Linked DNA regions of Rattus norvegicus: region 1 is linked to region 2. A link is a contact called in public Hi-C data. All regions are on one chromosome and are shown on one strand. The core of a region is the stretch at or near the end of the contact, and the rest is flanking DNA. Distances in the headings are between cores, read along the strand shown. Region 1 overlaps Snx29 (sorting nexin 29). Region 2 overlaps Snx29 (sorting nexin 29).

Evidence for each region. A called contact is a pair of places that touch in the nucleus more often than the background predicts.
Region 1: a contact with region 2 is called in a Hi-C map of kidney, with 4 times the contacts expected there. The contact joins two enhancer-like sites. A contact is called at or near these places in 5 of 12 Hi-C or Micro-C datasets (the Rat2 cell line, Schwann cells, frontal cortex and 2 more) and 1 of 1 datasets of contacts at active chromatin or transcription factors (oligodendrocytes).

What each region holds. Positions count from the first base shown.
Region 1 is chr10:4,796,071-4,799,998 of GRCr8, forward strand. All of the region lies in intron 1 of Snx29 (sorting nexin 29), which reads right to left. Among named protein-coding and RNA genes, the nearest start is that of Snx29, 7.6 kb to the right of the region's middle. Within about 2 kb of position 2,166, at least 17 of the 93 cell types and tissues checked have an H3K27ac peak or open chromatin away from gene starts, as enhancers often do. A contact at or near this core is called in kidney, where this site is marked.
Region 2 is chr10:4,733,575-4,737,287 of GRCr8, forward strand. The region is part of intron 8 of Snx29 (sorting nexin 29); the gene reads right to left. Among named protein-coding and RNA genes, the nearest start is that of Snx29, 70 kb to the right of the region's middle. Within about 2 kb of position 2,112, at least 9 of the 93 cell types and tissues checked have an H3K27ac peak or open chromatin away from gene starts, as enhancers often do. A contact at or near this core is called in kidney, where this site is marked.

The DNA of each region.
Region 1 (3,928 bases), core at 916-3,415, 63 kb after region 2:
TAGGAGGTCTTTCTGATGCCACATGCTAGTGTTTCCTCCACACAACTTACAGAGACAGATTACACATACAACTCTAGGCTAAGTGCATGACACAGGTCTGGCCCACCAGATAGATCCACAGTCAGACGACCCTAAACTTCCCCTAGAGTACTCATGACTTGATGTCACTTTGACAGGATGGCAGCCAAGAGCAACTGGTGGCCCTCTTGCCTCTGTGAAGGAAAGATGGACAGAAGTATTATCCTGCCGACTCCCTAAGAACCTGGAGCCCTCCATAATGTTTTAATTACAAAACTCTGCATAGTCCCATGTTGCAGACTCAGCTTAAACAACTTCTGCCACGTTCCATCAAGAAAGACTGGCCGGTGGACCGCCAGCACCTCAGCAAAGCCTGTTTCCCTAAGCTGACACCACTGCAACAGGCACCAACGCTATACAGCCCTTTGCTGAGTGAAAAGGGACAAACCGAGCTGCTATCCAGAGTGTTTTGAATGGCTTGCCGTTACTGACACGGGGCCTCACCTCCCTCACAGCATTTCATACTAGTACAACTGCTTGGGCACAGAAGCAGTCAGTGCCAGCACTGGGAAAGCACCCTAGAGACATACGGCAAAGAAAGGTAGGCTACTGTGGTGGCTTGGATAGGTATGCCCCCACAGATTCTTGTGCTTACACGCTTGGCCATAGGGAGTGGTACCATCAGGAGGTGTGGCCTCGGAGTGTGTCACTATGGACTTTGAAGTTACATATGTTCAAGGTACACCCAGTGTAGTGTACGGTCTCTCCTTGCAGCCTGGGGATCCAGATATAGAACTCTCAGCTCCTCCTCCTACACCATGTCTTCCTATATCCTGCCATGCTTCCCGCCATGAGGCTGGCAGACTAAACCTCCCAACTGTAAGCCAGTCCTAATTAAATGTTTTCCTTTATAAGAGTTGCTGTGGTCATGCTTTCTCTTCACAATAATAAAACCCTAACTAAGACAGCTACCCTACCCTGCATACCACTATTTACAACACCAAAGTAGAAGAAAAGGAGAGGCAGAGGGGAGAGAGCGAGCTAAGCCTCAATGCAAGCCATAGCTCAAAATAGGACTGCACCGCCCACAACCCTGACCAGTGTGCAGTCCATGGAGCAACGTTTTATCTGGAAACGTTAGAGATGAAAGTAAAACTAAGTTCTATAGTAATGACAAAATGACCTGGGCTGGTATCGAGGGCTTCTCAATCTTATTTCTTTTTCCTTTTGTGTTTAAAGAGTGTGTTTCATTTACCCCAGGCTTACCTTGAACTTCTGATCTTCCTGTACCCCACTCTGAGTGCTGGGGTTACAGGTGTGTACCCCACCCTTGGCTTATGCAATACTATTGATGGAACCAGAGCCTCAGACAAGCTAGGTAAGTGCTCTACCCACGGACCACAGCACCATCTTCATTCCTTTTTTCAATGTCTTCATTTCAGAATCCTTTAGGCATTGTCTCCCTTTGAAACACTCTCACTGTGTAGCCCTAGCCTGAAACTTGCTACATAGACCAGATAGGCCATAACTCACAAAGAGTTATCTGCCTCTGCCTCCCAACTGCTGGGATTAAAATGTGTATCACCATGCCCAGCTTTAGGCCCAAATTTCAAGAATGCTAACAGCTCAGCTCTCATTAGGCATTTGGAACCTAGGCACACAGCAGCAGGAGTGGTCAGGACCACTGACTGAGGGGTGTTAACACCACTTCTGACATTGGAGCACTAACATTCTCCCACAATTCGCCACCCTGTGATGTCATGAAGAGGAAAGATATTAATAGCCTCTGAATGAAACCACAAGCATTCTTTTTCCAGTCACTGTTTCAGCTCATTCCAAGAACAAATCACTTCTGGACAGAGCGCAGCCAACAACCAAGGAGAGACCTGTGACCTTCAACCTTCCAGAAAAATAAGGAACTGCCAAGATGCACACACGTAAGGAGCAGCAGTGATTTCTCTTGGCCAAACTGTTCTGTCAGGTTCAGTGACTCCTTTGGCCCTGACTTTCCTACCCCCTTGAACTGGGATTCCAGCATTTTCCTAACGCTAGGATTTCTGAGAGTTACTGATGGAAAAAAGCACCAAGGACTCTCATGCATACTTGGACAAAAGACAGCACTTGAGAACAAAAATGATCTCTGCTTTCCCATGGAGGGCAAACATGCAGTCTAGAATCCAGAATCCCTTAGCTTCTGGAGGACAGTAGTGGAGGGTTCCTGCTACTGAGTTCTAGAGGAAACCATCTGACCACTCCCTCCGTAAGAGACACCCACATGGGTCTTTTCCTCCGGGTAACTTTCCTTCTGGCATTTTTTTTACTTCTACAGGCAAATGTAAATCTACAATGGCTGTGTTGGATGTATGTTGAGTTGCACTGAAGCATATATTTTACATATAATTCTATACCCTGCATAATTTTTTTGTTTTTTTTTTTCTTTTTGAGACAGAGTCTCATGTAACCTAGATTGTCTTCTAACTCTCTACATGCCCACGGATTTACTTGAACTTCTGATTCTCCTGCCTCCACCTCCTGAGTAGTGGGACTATAGGTGTGCAGTGCCAGGTCCAGCTTATGTAGGGTAGAGATGGAACTCGGGGTCTCATGCATTCTAGACAGACACCTAACCAAGTGAGCCTCGCCATCCTCAGCTCCGGCCTGCCTAGCAGAGCACTGATATTTCAACTAACTCGACTTGTGAAGAAATCTCTATCCTCCTCCCCCTTCTTCTTCCTCCTCTTCTTCCTCCTCCTCCTCCCCCTCTTCACATCGATGAGGATTTCTATGTGAAGTCATACCACATGGTGTTTACAAATTCTCCACCAATGGGCATCTTCATTTTTCTGGCCTGGTAATAAACTATTATCTAGTGTGTGCATAATCTATCTAGTGCATACATTATCTGGTGTATGCATTACACTTCCTAGATACCTGCACATTATGTTCTCAGCCTTGAACCCGTCTTTCCTCTGCTTCTACTAAAACACTTTAAACGCAAGAATACAGCTGAATCTAATGACTAATTTATAAGATGGACAAGAAGTTGAAAAATATGTTAAGCCACACCAAAAGGAAACAGTCAGCAAAATTGTGCAAAACAAAATCCAGAGGACAAAGAAGCACGGGTCCTTCAAAGGCAAGTGCAAAGAGCTTCCAGGAGAGAAGGTGAGCAGCCCTCCCCGGAGCAGCTGAGGCAGGAGCTCACTGGAGGAAGATCTGGACTTTGAGATTCATGATGTGGTTACACAGCATGATACTGTCTTCAAAAAAAGACCCTGTGGGGCTGACAAAGTGGCTCAGGGAGTAACGATGCTTGCTGTGAATGTCTGAAAAACTGGGTTTGATCTCCAGAACCCACGTAAAGGTAAATGGAGAGAACCAATCCCACAAAGTTGTCCTCTGACCTTCACATGTGCACATGGCATCTTTATATACATACATACATACATACATACATACACACACACACTCTCTCTCTCTCTCTGTCTCTCTCTCTCTCTCTCTCTCTCTCTCTCTCTCACACACACACACACACACACACACACTCACTCACTTTCCCATACTTTCATACACATACTCACATACTCACACTCATGGACGGACTTTTTTTTTTTTTTTCTTTTTTCTTTTTTTTTTTTTTTTCGGAGCTGGGGACCGAACCCAGGGCCTTGGGCTCGCTAGGCAAGCGCTCTTCCGCTGAGCTAAATCCCCAGCCCCAGGACTTTTTTTTTTTAAGGACACTATAAACATGTCTTAGTTGGTAAAATGCAAGCATGAAAAACTGAATTTAATCCAAAGGACCGACGTTTTTAAGTAAATAAATAAATCTAGCCACATGTGGTGGTACATGCTTTTAGCTCCAGCACTGGAAAGGCAGAACTGTGAGTTCCATGCCAGCCAGGGCTACATA
Region 2 (3,713 bases), core at 862-3,361:
TTCTCTCCCTCATATCTACAATGATAAGCTTTCTCTTAACTATACCAGGGAGTAGTCATGTTATCAGTGTAATATGTATGTATGTATATACATATACATATACATATACATATACATATACATATACATATACATATACATATACATATACATATACATATGTATATATATTGGCAGGCAGGCAGACAGGGCATGTTCTCAGAGAAGGAAACAGTACTGGCCAGTCTGTGAGAGCTAAACTTAGATTTTAAGTTTAAATCACTGTGCTTAAGAGATCTGTAAACAAAACCTGAAGTTGCACTCCCCCAAGGACAGCCAAGTCCCGGGGTTCAGGGGCGTTGCTCATGTGAGAAGACAAGCCGTGACTTTTCACTTCCGTAAACAAGGTTGGCTGCCTTGGCTACACGGGACATGCTTGATCCTGTCTAGTAGTTATATACACACACATATAGATCCCATAGGAGAAGGTACGTAGGCAGGAAGTACATCAGGATATATGCTTGCCCACAGTTTGATGAAAGCGAGAAGTACACAGCCTTGTGGGTTTTGCTTTCATAATTCACAGCCCTTCTCTGGGAATCCCAGGAGTGGAGCTGACCACTATCCACTGTCCTGGCTAGTACTGAATAAAGCTTGCTTCAAACTTGGCCTTATTCTCGCCCGGAGGGATCAGCAAACCCTAGCTGCAAAAGTCCTGCTCCCTCTCTAGGCATGTGAGCTTCTGCTCTTGTTTCAAAGACAATTCTTGCCATTCCCTAGCAGCCTATGTGAGTCGGAGCAAAGCCAGAGCCATGAAGGGTGAGGCCCTCAAGGGCCACGGTCTCCATTGATGCCTGGATTGGCTTTAAGAGCAAACAAAATGGCTCAGCAGATAAAGGTGCTTGCTGTCAAGCCTGACGACCCGAGTTTGACCCCCTAGGACCCGTGTGATGAAAGAAGAGAACTGTATAAATATCTTCACACAAATGTACACACACACACACACACACATACACACACACACACGTAAACAAGACTTAAAATTGGCTTTAAAATAACAGAAAATATCATTTATCATTAAAACAAAATACCTGTTTCAAAATCTAGACAATGTTAAGAATAAAGTCCAAGCACAGTGGGTGAGGGGCTTCCTAGGCGGCCAGCATCCATGGGAAATACGGAGTAAAGGAAAACTGGGCATCACCACTAGACCACCCCAACAAGCAGCAAGACCAGATCTATGGTGCCGGCCACGGCTCCTCGTTTGCATGGTTGCAGTGAAAGTGCACGTAAACTTTTCTACATTCAATTTACTGTACAAGTTCATCTCCATACATCAGACAAGATGTTCACAGCGGGCATACTGGTGCACACCTTTATTTCCAGCACTCAAAGGCAGAAGCAGGAAGATCTCTGGGAATTAAAGGCTGGCCTGGTCTACTAACAACCTGTCCTGTTCCAGGAAAGCCAGGGCAACAGAAAACTCAGTTCAATCCCTAAGACTGCAAAAAAAGACAAAAATTGCCCAAGAGCCTCTCCCCACCCAAAAAAAAAAAAAAAAAAAAAAACTGATGACACAAAACAGCATTAGGATCCCATGATCTGAGCACACAGGACACACTCCTCTGCAGGTTCACGCCTGGTGCACATTCGGGTCAGAGCAGGTGCTCTGCTTCTCTGAACAGGACTTTGGAGTCTTGCTGCTCAGCTCTTTCTGAGTTGAGACAATGTACTCAGGGCAGATTCTCCACCCAGGTGCACAGCCTTCATGCCTGCCTGGGCAAGTGTCTGCTCAGGCTTGGAACTGGGGCCTGTGGAGCCAGCTTGGCCCGTGCACAAAATGGCTGGACCAGCCTCAGCTACAGCTCAGGGCACTCTTGCTGCAGACTCCTAGCAGGAAAGAGGAGCTTAGTCACTAGGAGATGGACATGGCTCATGCTTGTGACTCTGAGTGACCCCAACACTCTCCAAACTCACTTCTTTACTGATGCCAGGGCGCAAACAAGAGGATTGAAACATTCCTTTCCATAATAAAGCTATTGCCTATCTTGAGGAAAAAAAAACAAAAAACAAAGAACAAAGCCGATGCTTGTGATAGATACTGAATAAAGAGGGATCCAGCACCAAAGAAATGGTTAAATTACCAACAAAAAGAGAAAGCCCAAATTTGAGCCACCAGGCCACCCTAAAAACAAGCAACATCAAATTTTTCCAGAAGCATTCCAGGGGCAAACCTAACTAAGCCCCCTAACCTGGCCACATTTCCCAACATGACGGCTGTGTGAGAGCGCTAGACCTCTCCTATGACACTGAGCTGAACCCAAAAGCCAAGCATTACTCAATAAGCCACTCAGCACTGCCCGGCTCCTCCTCAGGTTGATCTGCAGACTCTTCAAGCAAGGTGTCCCTGTACACCGGTGAGAGGTTGTCCATGGTCCAAGGAGGCCCAGGCTCCCAAGGTCACCCAACTCTGCTTTGTGCCTTTTACACATCACAATGCCAGTAACCACCCTGTCTTACAAGGTGGCCTCCCCCTCCAGGCTGCACACCTCTGGCACCAGGGGTAAGAAGAGAGATGCCTGGGTCTGAGGCATTGACTCACACAACTCACCATCTACAGAGCCACAGAATGCAGTGCATTCCAAGGGCACTTAGAACTAAAGGCAGTTTCAGTGATTGTGCCAACTTGGTTGGGAGACTTTCTCAGATATCGGGTCAAACACTATGCTAGAAGTTGTTGTGAGGGTATTTAAAAAAATATTAACATTTGCATCAGTAGAGTTTTAGTTAAAAGATTGTCCTGCTGGACTAGATGGGCCTCAGCCAAGGAACAAAAGCTACAAAACAAAAACACCAACCTCTCAGGAGAAAGTTCTGCCAGCAAACTGCCTCTGGGCTTGAACTGCGACTGCCCCTGTCAGTCCACATGCAGAGTTAGACTCGCCACACTCCACAGCCCCATGTGTCAATTCCCCAAGCCAGGAAAAAGAAAGTTCAAAACAGGGCAGGCATAGATACCACCAGAATCTCAGCCTGGGCCAGCCTGGGCTACACGACACCCTGTCTCAAAACAAACAAACAAACACAAACAAGGAGTCTGAGACATGTAAGCAGAACTGGAGTGGTGAAGGAAAACAGCACTAGTTACCTCACAGAACTGTGATTAAAACAAGAGGGTTCAGACTTCGAGCCCAGGCTCAACACAGCCAGAATCTGTGAACATGAACACCACTGCTAGAGATGATGCTGACAAATAGTTGTGAGTAGGAAACAGCCTTACACAGATGGCAGTCCAGGGGCCGAGGCAGGATCATGTATCTAAGGCCAGCTGAGCTACATCCAGAGACCCTGCAACAACAAAACCACAACAAAAGCAAACAGCCTAACCACTCAGCAGTGACAGAACCATTTAACCCGAGAGGCTTCTGCAGACACAGAACCAATGAGAGGGACTCGGGAGGCCCTGCTTCGTGAGACCGCATGCTGAGTGTCCCTCAGGCTCCAGTGTGAGCTGTGCTTCTGAGAAGTAAGAGAGCCTGTGTGAGTCCAAGTGGGTGGACAACACCAGCCCCCCAGTTCATGCTGTCAGACTCTTCTGCTCTTGTCAGGTCCTGGCTAACAGAAAACCCTGTCACTGGTAAATCCGTCCAGACACTGATCTCAGCCTGAATACTCTCCCAGATTCCAGAAGCAAGAATTCAACCTGGGAATCTCACAGTTCAGCAAAGGTGACC